2 separate regions of the Mustela erminea genome follow, and region 1 is linked to region 2. A link is a contact called in public Hi-C data. All regions are on one chromosome and are shown on one strand. Each heading gives the region's core, a stretch centred on a gene start, on an enhancer-like site or on the middle of the called end of the contact. The rest is flanking DNA. Distances are from core to core; before and after follow the strand shown. Region 1 holds the start of PARP2 (poly [ADP-ribose] polymerase 2). Region 2 holds the start of RNASE4 (ribonuclease 4).

What was found. Hi-C and Micro-C count contacts between places; a contact is called where the count stands out from the background.
Region 1: a contact with region 2 is called in a Hi-C map of spleen, with 7 times the contacts expected there. The contact joins the promoter of PARP2 here to the promoter of RNASE4 in region 2. A contact is called at or near these places in 2 of 3 Hi-C or Micro-C datasets (skeletal muscle and spleen).

Annotation. Positions count from the first base shown.
Region 1 is chr5:51,933,624-51,939,611 of mMusErm1.Pri, forward strand. PARP2 (poly [ADP-ribose] polymerase 2) reads right to left here and starts at 2,685. Exons shown (of 16, transcript XM_032343156.1): 1 at 2,548-2,685; 2 at 1,375-1,527; 3 at 998-1,068; 4 at 342-392; 5 at 26-122. The coding sequence starts at 2,590.
Region 2 is chr5:51,649,664-51,655,631 of mMusErm1.Pri, forward strand. RNASE4 (ribonuclease 4) reads right to left here and starts at 2,055. Exons shown (of 2, transcript XM_032343137.1): 1 at 1,826-2,055. It overlaps LOC116590816 (ribonuclease K3-like), which reads right to left and starts at 1,825. Exons shown (of 3, transcript XM_032343134.1): 1 at 1,753-1,825. TRNAP-UGG (a tRNA gene) reads right to left here and starts at 2,407; the gene lies at 2,336-2,407. TRNAY-GUA (a tRNA gene) reads right to left here and starts at 3,698; the gene lies at 3,608-3,698. It also overlaps TRNAT-UGU.

The sequences.
Region 1 (5,988 bases), core at 1,435-3,934, 280 kb after region 2:
GAAAACCAATAATAAGAGTCATTACCTCGGCCCCATCTCATCCAAACGCTGAAGTGCCTCTGGGCATCATCTTCTAACAGCTGAATCAAATAGTACTTGTTGTTGTTAAACTGAAGATTGGTCTATGATAAGAGAAACACCGAACATGAGACAGGTTTACAAATGGAAGCCACATAAATTGATGTCTTCCTTGGTCACAGGTACTAGTAACTGCTGTAAGGAAAAAGCTACTATAAGGCTAATATCAGGGACTTAAGAATTAAAGATCTGGGCATTGAGACATGCTCATCTGTAATTACCAAGAAAAAAATTCCCATACATAGAACAGCTCCTCCCCTTACCTGATTTAGCATGACATCATAGACATCATTCCCTTCACAGTACACATGGGCCTTAGAGAGAGAAGGAAAACATTGACATTAGTGTAGTCTCAGTCCTCATGAGAGCCTTAGTAATGCTCTAAATTTTCTTCTGTCTCAAGGTGTCATTCTCCAGCGCCACCAATATCTACCTTCCAAGAAAGAACTGCAAAAGCATGTTCTTTTACATATAACCTATTATTCCTATAATAAAAACATGTTGGCTTTTTTTGTAATTACAGAAAAACAAATGATTCTAACACTTAAAGGAAACTTGCTCCAGAGGAAGCCTTTCTTCTGTATTCTTCAAATCCTTTTCACATTCGTAACTCATGCCATACCACAGCACAGTTTCTCATGAGAACAAAGATGTTTCATCATCCTTGATAATGGTATAATTTGCTACCTGAGAAAGAGAATGAGGTGCGGAAAGCTGATGATAACCCCAGAAGTTAAAAAAAATCCTGATTATTAACCCCAAACTCCAGCACCCCCATCTCTTAATCTTTGAGAAAATTAATCATTAGTAGCGTTTTGGAGGATTCCTAAAATGAATACTAGTAGCGTTCCAGACAGGAATCCCAGTAGCAAAAGAACAACTGCTCTCTGAGAAATTGATGGGCAAAGGAATCTCTTACCTTTCCCACCTTGGCTGTGCACTCAGGATCCACGGGAGCTTTGCCCTTTAACAGCAAGGTCTTCACGGACTCTGAGGGAGGAGATATATACTACAGCTACTTGTATGGGAATAAAAAATAACTATCATGTCATAATGAACTTTGCCCATCCCAAGCAATCCTGATCTGTCCAGGTCTCAATCTGTCTAAATTACATGAAACTGAAGATTCCAAGAAAGGAGATTTGTATTGTGGTATGCCCAAAGGATAGAAAATTAATCATATCTTTAAGAAAGGAAGAAGTAAGATTTGAAAGAACAAGGCATCCTTTGTCCTCACCCCTCCCATAGGCAATCCTGCTAGTCCATGTCCTCTCTGGCCTACCACTTGAAGCTGACCTTGCTTGTCTTCTGTTTTGTTATTATTGGCCTCTCCTCCATTCACAGGCTCCTTTTTCACCCCCTGCCTCTGGCATCTTCGAGTTTTCTTTGCAGGCAGAGGGTCTTCTATAGCTGTGTTGCCATTATGAACTCGTCCAGCTTCATCTAATGCTACAGAGGCCATGTGCATAAATAGGCAAAGAACCAAAAGAAAGAATGAGTATCCACTGAACACAATCCTACTTTGAAAAAAACATCATCTTTTTAAGGAAAAGGCTTAAGATGGTTTTGTAAATTTACAAAGAAATAGTAACTGCCATACCAGTGTTCTTGGCAATAGTCTGAGAAATCACATCCTAAATTGCTATTCTAGCCAAATTAAAATAGAATAAGATAAAATAAGATGGAGCCCCAGGGCTCTTGTGAGCTCATAGCCTGAGGCATGAGTGTCATATAGACTGTTTATCTCTGTTTACTTGCATCCCCAAACTTTACCAATACCTATCTTCAAACTACCCAACGTGGTATGAGATAATGGTTAACAGAGTGCTCTGGAATCTGTCTCTAGTTTAGAGCCTAGCTGGGTCTCTTCCAGCTGTGGAAACTTGTAGAATTTACTTCATCTCTTTGTACCTCAGTCGCCCCAACTGTAAAATCCAGAGGAGGGCAACAATAGCACCTAATTTGTAGGATGGACCTACACAATTGTAGGATGGATGCACATAAGAACATAACACAGAGAGAGTGTAATACTCCTCAATTCTAAGACCTGAATTTTACTATCTTTGAAACTGGGCTGCATCTTACAATGGATGACATATAAACAATGAATCACGTTTTAACTGGAAGCATTTTTTTTCCTTTCTTAGTGATACATAAAATAATGATGCATCTTAATAAATATTATTAATAAATAAATATTAATAAATAAATATTTTCAATTAGATGACATTAAGTATTTAAAATAGTGCTGGCACTGTGTTAGTTACTGCAGGTCCACAAGCTCTTATACACAATTCTGTAATCCGAAAAGCTCTGAAAACTGAAGTTTAAAAAGTTCAGCACCTAAACTAGCGTGATAGCCAAGGACGGGTCAGGGGGTGACGGAAGGGGTGGAGCTAGAGCAGAGGGCCCCGCTCCTCTTCAGACTCCCCGCCCCCCAGTATTCGCCCCCTACAATGTGCACCGAACCTCCGACCCCGTTGCTGCGCGTCCCCCGCCGTCTGGCAGCCATGAAGCCTGAACGCTCCTGTCAGCAAACCCGCCCCTGGAAATACCCGCCTGGAGTCACAGGGCGGGAACATAGCGCGCGTGCGTGCGTGCTGAGAAGACGCGTGCTTGGGACAGGGGCGGTACTCTCCGCGATATTTGCATGTTGCTACGCGTTGTGGGAAGTCACCATAATTGTAAAATGTCTTTAGATGCGGGAGCCTTATAAATGCTCGGTGGGGCCACCGTTTCCCATAGGGCGGAGGGAAGCTCATCGGTGGGGCCACGAGCTGAGTGCCTTGTGTCACTCTTACCCCATGTCCCCTGGGAAGGTCTGAGACTAGGGCCATAGAGCGGCCCTAACAGGGTCCTCCCTGATTTCGGGGAGGTGAGTTCCCAGAGAACGGGGCTCCGCGCGAGGGCAGACTGGGCAGGAGATGCCATGGACCCAACCCCCTGCGGAAGGGCCTGGCGGATGCCTCCTTAGCCGGAGCTTGGAACAGACTCACGGCCAGCAAAGTGAGTTCAATGGCTGAGGTGAGGTACCCTGGCTGAGGGGCCTCATAACCTAATTCAGACTACTCTCCCCCGCCCCTTTTTGAAGAACAGCAGAGTATGAGGAAGGGGGAGGGGGGGAATGTGATGACTTTGGGTCAGGAGTGGGGCCAAGCACTGAACAAGCTTAACAAGTCTCCATTTGGACCTTGAGGTAAGGAAGGGGGGTTTCTTATGACAAAAGTCACTGATTATAAGAGAAAAGATTGATACACTTGATTTCCTGGAATTAAAGAGCTTTGTTCATCAAAATATAAAAACTGTAGTGAGGGTACCCTAAAAAGCCTAAGATACACTAAAGAAAAATCAGGGGTCTTAGCTCAGGACAAGCCTATCAAATACTAGCACCACAGGTTACTCCTCCAGGGACCTTGGGTGAGTCAGTAAACCATGATGAGGCTCCCCTTTGGAAAATCAAACTGTAGGAAGGCTGGTATTATAATAAATGTAAGATACCTTCTAGAAGTAAGCACTACATTTATTTTGGATATCTTTCTTCTTATAAAAACGTTTTGCCTCGTGACCTTCAGTGTTCCCATTTTCCTCCTTGATCTATATCAGTTTGAATACAATGTAGGTGTTCATTATTCTTCCAGGTACAAGATGTGAAAGAAATAACGTGGAATGAAATGTGGTAATAGATGGTTGTAGACTTCTCATAATCCTTGTAATTCTCAAGTTTTATTGTTATGTTATTTTTTGAAAATAATAAATTCACATGGTTCAAAATTAAAAAGGGATCAAAGCATGTATCATGAAGTCTCCTAGGCCACCTAATTCCCCTCCCCAGGAATAGCATTAACAGTTTCTTTTGTATCCTTTGTGAGGTATTTTATGTAAGTATAATCAAATACATGTATTTCACCCTCCCGTCTTCTTTACATTTTCTACCAGTTATCTACCTTTTCCCACTTAGGATTTTCAAATGAGTAAATAAAGAATATCCATATTCTTTTTTTTTTTTTTTGCAAAGATTTTATTTATTTGATGGAGAGAGAGCACAAGCACAGGGAGCGGGAGCAGGAGAGGGAGAAGCAGGCACCCCACAGAGCAGACAGCCTGATGCAGGGCCTGATCCCAGGACCCTGGGATCATGAGCTTAGCCAAAGGCAGAGGCTTAACGGAATAAGCCATCCAGGTGGACCCATCCCCATTCTTTATAATGGTTATACAGTAATCTAATGTATGTACATACCGTAATTTATTTAACCTTTATTGGTCAACATTTAGGTAGTTTACAATCTTGTTGTTTTCCCCCAACATATGTGTGTATGGGTCATTTGTCACATATTACATTCAGGTGGGTTTTGATATATTTATAAGGACTAAACATGCAGTGTTTCCTGTTACTTATATTTATTTTGTACACAGTGATGACTAGAAACCAACCAACACCATAAATGTCTTGATTGAGCAATAAAGGACTCCCCACTTTTATTTTCTATTTGCTCTCAGAGGTTAAAACAATCACTATTTCTAAAGTAGCTGACAGTGAGTGGGAAACAAAACTTGGAATCTGTTCTGATAGCAGCGTCTTACAGAGCTATCCCTGAAAGAGAGCCATGACAAGTGACAGGTCCGCTTTTACTTCCTAGATGAAGTTTTGTGTTGTTTTCCTTTTGTTTCAGGTTGAAGACAGAATCCATGGAGGAAGGAAGGCCTGGGTCTTCAGACCCCTGGGTGCCAGTCCGGAAGTGGCACTGTGAAAGCATCTGTAACATCTGCTATAGATGCCCTAACGATCAAGCGGGCTGGGATTTGGACATTCTCAGTAGGAATGGCTAAAGGCTGATGGGATCATAAAGCAAGTACTTGAACTTTGACTAAGATAGGCCTTTAAGTGTTCTCTCTGTCTCACCCATGTCTATGTGTCATTTCTATCTAAAAAAGAATAGGTTCTTTAAATTCCTGTTGTATTCTATAATGCTAGACACAGAGTGGGCACTGAGTAATTGGCATGGAGCAGGGTAAAACTGAGCAGTGGTAGTAATCTTAAAGCAGAAGCATCAAATGATTTGGTGTTATCAATTTGGAGTTTGTATCAGGTCTTCATGAAGCATCTGTTTACATAATGTAAAATGTACCTTTTGGCCATGAGCACCAGCACTTGGCAGCATTTACTTCTCACAGGGAACAAAATGAGTGAGTCATTGATAGTTTATGAAGTATTTACAAAATATTTGCTTAAGCTCCCTAAATGCTCAGTAAATCTGAAGTGGCCTTCACATGGTACAGTGACATTTCCTGAAGCATAGCTAGAATCCTTCAGGGAGCATCTCATCCTAGGAGAGGGGTCATGTGTTTAACATCAGGATTTGTGTGCTAAACTTTAGGTTATGTGCCAAGGATACAGAGACCAGAATCTAGGTTTGTGAGAATAGAGAAGTTGCACCTTTAGGTGTATATATAATTATTATATATATAATTATTCTCTGGTAGGGAATACTTGGATCATGGGATTTTGAGGGAGACAGTGTTAAAGCTTTAGAAACCTTGCACTTCAATGCTTATTTCCTGTCTCTATTTCCTTGGTTAATCTAATATGCTACTCCTCTGAAAACATTTTACATAATTAAAACAGTATTCAACTCTAGGACAGGAGTTAAAATAACACTTTGATCGCATATCTCAGGTACTTAAAACACCTCAGTCTCTTTCTGACCTACTGAGCCTCTAGAGCATTCTCTATATGTGCCAAAGCAAACCAACCATCTTCTGTAGCTCTGCTTCTTATTTCATGTAGGAAGTGGTATGGTGAAGTGAAAATTGGGATTATTGACAGAACTGGATTTAAATCCTAGCTCTTAATAGCTGGGTGACCTTAAAAATTTATTTAACTCCTCTGAGCCTCAAATTTCCATGTAAATA
Region 2 (5,968 bases), core at 805-3,304:
CAGATTTCAAGGTGTTCTGCTGAGAATAACTGTTAACAGAGATTGCTCTTCACTTAAATTCAGATTAAATAAAAACTTTTTTTTAAAGATTTTTTTATTTATTTGACACACAGAGAGAGAGAGAGAGAGAGAGATCACAAGTAGGCAGAGAGGCAGGCAGAGAGAGCGGGGGAAGCAGACTCCCAGCTGAGCAGGGAGCCCTATGTGGGGCTCAATCCCAGGACCCAGAGATCATGACCTGAGCCAAAGGCAGAGGTTTAACCCACTGAGCCACCCAGGCACCCCTAAATGAAAACTTTTAATGAGGGGTTTCATTGGCCTGCTTCGGTCCACTTTCTTAGCCATCTACTTTAATTTCTGAATCACATGGGCAAATGCTTCCAACAATAACTTGACAAATCTCTTACCTTTGCCTGATTGTAACCTGACATCTGCTCTTGCACCAATAGCCAGAGCCATTCTTCTTTTCCTGGAATAGTTTCCCCATCTGTTCTGCCAAACTACATAGCTCTTGTCCACATTAATAGAGTACCTTCTTTTCTATAAGTACCATCTTACTACCACCCTGCCACCCCAAGAAGTCATAGAATAAGAAAGAGGGAGACCTGGAGGACTATCTCTCAAGGCCTCATAGAACAGATGAGGATACTGAGGTACAGAGAAAGAAAACATGTACTGCACCAGGAACATCTGGTGTTCCAGGGACTAGAAGCTTTCTAATGCACCACATAGGTTTCATAGTCCACACTAGCAATTTCTAGAAAAATAAAGCTAATTTTAAAGATGCCACCGAAAGCTGCTGTTTGAGGAAAACCTACTGAATATTCCATGAATTTCAATAATATTTTATCTGTAAAAAGAGTTGCTTATAATAAAGTGTGTGTAACAAAATTATCCTTCTGCACAGTTAGTAACTGTGTTGTTGGTAGTTCTTTGAATACCTAAGACTGCTTCTGGGAAGTTGGCCAGTGCTGTTCAGATAATAATACCACTTGAGTTTCTAGTGATTATATTTATGACTTGATTATAAGGTTAGGGACACAAAGGGAGGGTCTTGCCTCATTTGAGATTTCCCTAGTCCCCAGAATGATGCTGAAATTGTTTTTACTGTCCTTCTTGAATAAAGATGTTCTCTTTTGCCAATGTGTTACCATATGACACGCTGTCTCAGAGTAAAAAGACTGAGGATCCCAACACTTTAGTAAGAAAGCTTAAAGAAGAGCCTGTTGGCAGTGAATCCTGTAATTTTGCAACATTGGCTGCGGGTGGGGAGAGAGAAGTGAGTCACCAGAAAACAAAAACGCAAGCCCCACAAGGCAGTTATGCTGGCAAAAACTGGACAAGGCCTAAATCTGGCGATCCACCTGGGTACCAAGTAAAGAATCCTTGGGTTTGGGCAAGTGCAGGCCTTCCCGGGCCTCCACCCCGTTCGCCAGTTCCGCGCCCTCTTCTGACCCTACATTCTAGGCGCTAGACTTTCCCGAAGCCGTCTTTGCTTCGGGAAAGTCTAGCGCCTAGAATGTCTCTGCTCGGCTGCGGGAAGTAAATCTCAGGGTAGAAATGTAGAGTCGCTAACTCATAAAAGAACAAGACTTTGGACCTTCCTTCGTACTCCTGAGCGGCTCCAACGCGGTTCTGCAAACGCCTCCCCGAGGAGTCCCACACTGTCTCTGCTAAGAAGGGGCTCCTCGGGCCAAAACGCTCTTGGTAAAACTACTGAGGAGGAGGAAAGAGAGCAGGATGTGAACCCACCTCGGCCTGGAACGGGGCTGCAGAAACGCGCAGGACAGCGGAAAGAAGTTTTTCTCACGGCTTCTTCCCCTACCTGTAGGATGATAGGGAGCAGGTAGAAAACGCAAAGACTTCCTTTTAAATCTTGCTTTGGATCCTGGGTGGGGTCGGCATACGTGTGTGTACAGGAACGGACGGGGCACGCAGCAGGGAGAGGAAGGCGACGGGGGAGCCTCGGTGCAGTTGGGACCGCGCCCTGTTTCTCCCCGGACGCCCCTCCCGCCTAGACCCGCCTCTGCAGTGGGCGCGGCGGGCGGGCCCTGCCTGAGAAAGGAGAGGGCCTGCAGACCCGAGCCCCACGCACCTCCAGGGACAACGGGCCTGGGGACACCAACCCCTGCTCTTGGGAGCGAGGCGGTCCCTCCGAGGTGTCAGCTGGCGGTTAGTCCAGGAGACCAGGCGGTTTCTCCCTGCACAGCTCGTCAGCCCTCTGTGGCATTCGTTGGTTCAGCGCACCTCTTGTGCAGAACAGTCGGAAAGCGAGGACGTTTGTAGAGATCTGAACTTTTGCATAGTTTCGAGGGCAGGAGAAAAAAAAAAACAAGGGCTCGTCCGGGATTTGAACCCGGGACCTCTCGCACCCAAAGCGAGAATCATACCCCTAGACCAACGAGCCGATGCGACAAGAATGGCTTTATTTTCTCTGAACAGTACTTTCTAGTGTGCAGTTGGCCGCCAGGCTGTTTCCGAGCTTCGTCCTGCATTGTGACATTTACTTTTGGCCTTGCTTCGTTGTCTCTCATTTTCATGAAGTCTCACTCCTTTGAAGCCTGGCTCGGCCCTAGCCTCGCTTATTCTCCCCGATCCACATCCTGGACCCCTCCAGGGGCCGGATGGGGTGAGGAGGGTCAGTTTCCAGACCTCGCGCCGCGTGGGTGAGCTCCACCGAGCACTGCCGGACGGCTCTGGGCGCGAGCTCGAGCGCTACGGGAGCGCGGCGGGAGCGCGGCGGGAGCGCGGCGGGAGCGCGGCGGGAGCGCGGCGGGAGCGCGGCGGGAGCGCGGCGGGAGCGCGGCGGGAGCGCGGCGGGAGTCCGAGGACCCGAGCGGAGCTCGCTTGCGAGCCTGGAGGGTCCTGAGCCTCAGGCTGGACGCGCGGGAAGCGTGTCAGTCTGCTACCACGTCGAACGAGCCTAACATCCTAGGCGGGAAATGGTGGGCATCAAAATCCCAGGAGCCCGATTTGGTGGGAGGTGCGCCAGTCTGGCGTGTGTTCGGATGGTCCAGGCCCTGAAGGAGAATCAAGGGTTCCATCTCCCACCTTTGTTTCACTTGTTCCCTCGGTCTGGAATTCTTCGTCACAGCCAAATTCGCGTCAGATCCTGTTGGCCCTTCCTGTTCTGGCCCAAAATCTTTTTTGTAGAACTACAGATATGTATAAAAAGATAAACTAAAGCTGCCGTGTAAGGACCTCCCCCTGAATGGCTGTGTGTATGGAAGGGGGCGGACGCTCGGGTCGGGGGTCCCAGTCCAAGCGGTTTTTTCCTCAAGGTGGAGTCGCTCCGGGCGCACCACGCAGACAGCGCACACAGCGTTTATATATAATGTTCTGTATCAACGAGTGGATCAACTAGAAGCCAAAAGAATCATGTGAGGGGACGTTAACTCAAAATTCTCCCAGCTGGCTGACAGAGTTGGCTCACACTCGCCACCTCACTAAGAAACTGCCCAACGGGATCCATTTGTTCATATATGCTTGGAGAGCTCAAACTTTCTCTTGGGGACAGGAATAAGGTCTGGAGAAGTCGATTCCAGAAGACAAAATGCCCCACAGGAAACAAGTGGTAGTCGACTGCAAACCCCAAAACTGCAGCTCCTCCTTCGAGCCGGAATCGAACCAGCGACCTAAGGATGACCACACAGAAAGCGCGCTACAGTCCTCCGCTCTACCAGCTGAGCTATCGAAGGGGGTACGAGTTTTTCCTCTCTAGAGTCACCTATTCAGGACACCTACAAATAGGGGCGCGGGAGAAACAATCTACAGAGGCGTGGACATCGCAGGGTCACAAAGCCAGCCTCTGAGAAAGCCCCGCCCGCATTTCTGGGGACAACCCTTCTAGAGCCGGATTCCCCGACCGCACGGAGGGGCTTCCAAAGCAGGACAACCCGTGGGCTCCTCACAGGCACCCCCAGACCCGGTACATCACGAGGCCGCCCAGGTCTGGGGGCATCTGCTCGCCCGGGGGCGGTTGGCTGCCGTAAGCGCGCAGCCCGGGACCTCCCGCCGCGATGTGTGCGGCGTGGAAGCCGCCAACGGCCGGGAAGAACTAGGGAGTGCGGCGGTGGGACACGCAGCTCCGCCCGCGCAGCTCGGCGCCAGGCGGAGAGGGCGGGCCTCCCGGGTCTGGCTCGGGCCTCTTCGCTTTTCCTCACTTCCTGTGCTCGCCTCGGAATCCAACCGCTTCTCCACAGGCGAGGCGCAACTCTTCCGTGAATACGTCCACAGACTCGGGGAGAAAGAGGATGTGGAGCATAGCCCAGTGTTTCCGCGAGAAAGGACTTCTGGAGAAAATATCTTAAGGTGTTTCAAAGAGGAAGCCGCAATTCCTCTGAGCCGATAACAAACTTAGTGACCCAAGTCTCGGCCTTCGTTTTCCCGCTGGGGTAGTCAAGTGTTGGAAAACTCGCGGTCACAGGAAACCTTGCGGAACAGCATACTCCTCCCAAACGCCTCCTCCCTTTCGGAAGGGGAGCCTGTTCAGCAGGGTTCAAAGCCTGTGCTGAGCGGGGCACTGGGCCGGACTCCCATGGTCTACCCCCACCCCCGCGCCGCCGCCCCCACCGCCCCCACCGCCCTCAGCCCTTCTCCGGCTCCCGCCGTCCTCCGGAAGGGCTCTCGCGGCGGGTCAGCACAGCCCCGGCGCCCGCGGACGCAGGGAGCTCTTCCTGCAGCTTCTAATGGACTCCGCGGCATTCCAGGCAGCAGACCCGCACTTGCGCAGTAGCGCGTAAGAGGAAACGGATCTCTTCAGCTTGGTTTATTCAGGTAGTGGGACCGTGGCGAGAAGACACACGAACCGAATTTCCGCAAGGGTTAAAATTACCGGAGGGGAGGGCGGGAAGTCTTATTTAAAAGAGTAAGAAATAAGGGTTAAGGCCCCAGCGAGATTTGAACTCGCGACCCCTGGTTTACAAGACCAGTGCTCTAACCCCTGAGCTATAGGGCCTCGTGAGCGATTTGTTTGCTTCTTTCTTTGAAAAGGAACGTTTTTTAATGCTGGGCCTTTGTTAGGGGGATTAAATGTAGGAAGTGGACAAAATTCGAATTTTGTTTCAATCTATTTACTCTTGGAATTTGGTCTGCACGCCCTTGCTAGGGATAACGCAATATGAGGGCCAGTGATAACAGACACCACTATTTTAAAGATCGGAGAAATCTGCCTAAACCTACACATTACAACCCAGAGTCCACCTCAGACCTCTCCTCGCCAGGGAGAGGAAACGCGAAGTAGAGGAAGTTGACGACCACAGATCTCTCGGCCTTCCCACTGATTTTCTCCTTGACTCAGGATAGCCACCAACTTTCAACCTCCTTCTTCAAGTTCTTTCTGTGTATGGACCTTCCGTACAGCTCGAGCCTCTGCGCCAGAGCAAGCATTTGTTGGTTCGTTATTTAATTCATTTCTTCATGCAACAAACACGGAACTCCCAATTCTGTGCTGGGCTGTGCACTAGGAACAAGGCATCAGATACGGTCTTTAACTTGAAGTCCCTGTCACAGTCTTATGGAATAAGAGAAATTTAGTTTTTATGAAAGAGAATAGTGAAAAGTAGCTGTGCCAGCTGTGAGCGGGTGGTGGACAGTGCCAAGCTTCGCAAATTTGCAGGGTGAGCCATCACTCTTCAAATCTTCAGGTGGGAGTGGGATTTGAGCTGCACTTGAGAGGTTAAGAGGCAGTTTGGGCAAGGAGTGGTCTCTGGTAGAAGAAAATGTCTGAGCAAAGTCTGAAAGAAAAACCGAGGCTTTTAAGGAACCAAGGCCGTACACTGCCTGGGGCAGATATCTGCCCTCCTGGAAGTAACGGAAACGGAAGAAGTCAGGTTAGTAGGAGACTGAGAGATTTGTGGAATGAAGTTACACCCTTTTAAAAATCGAAAATGGACACTGAACACTATGTCAGAAACTAATGTTGTACTATATGTTGGCTAATTGAATTTGAACTAAAAAAAAAAAAATT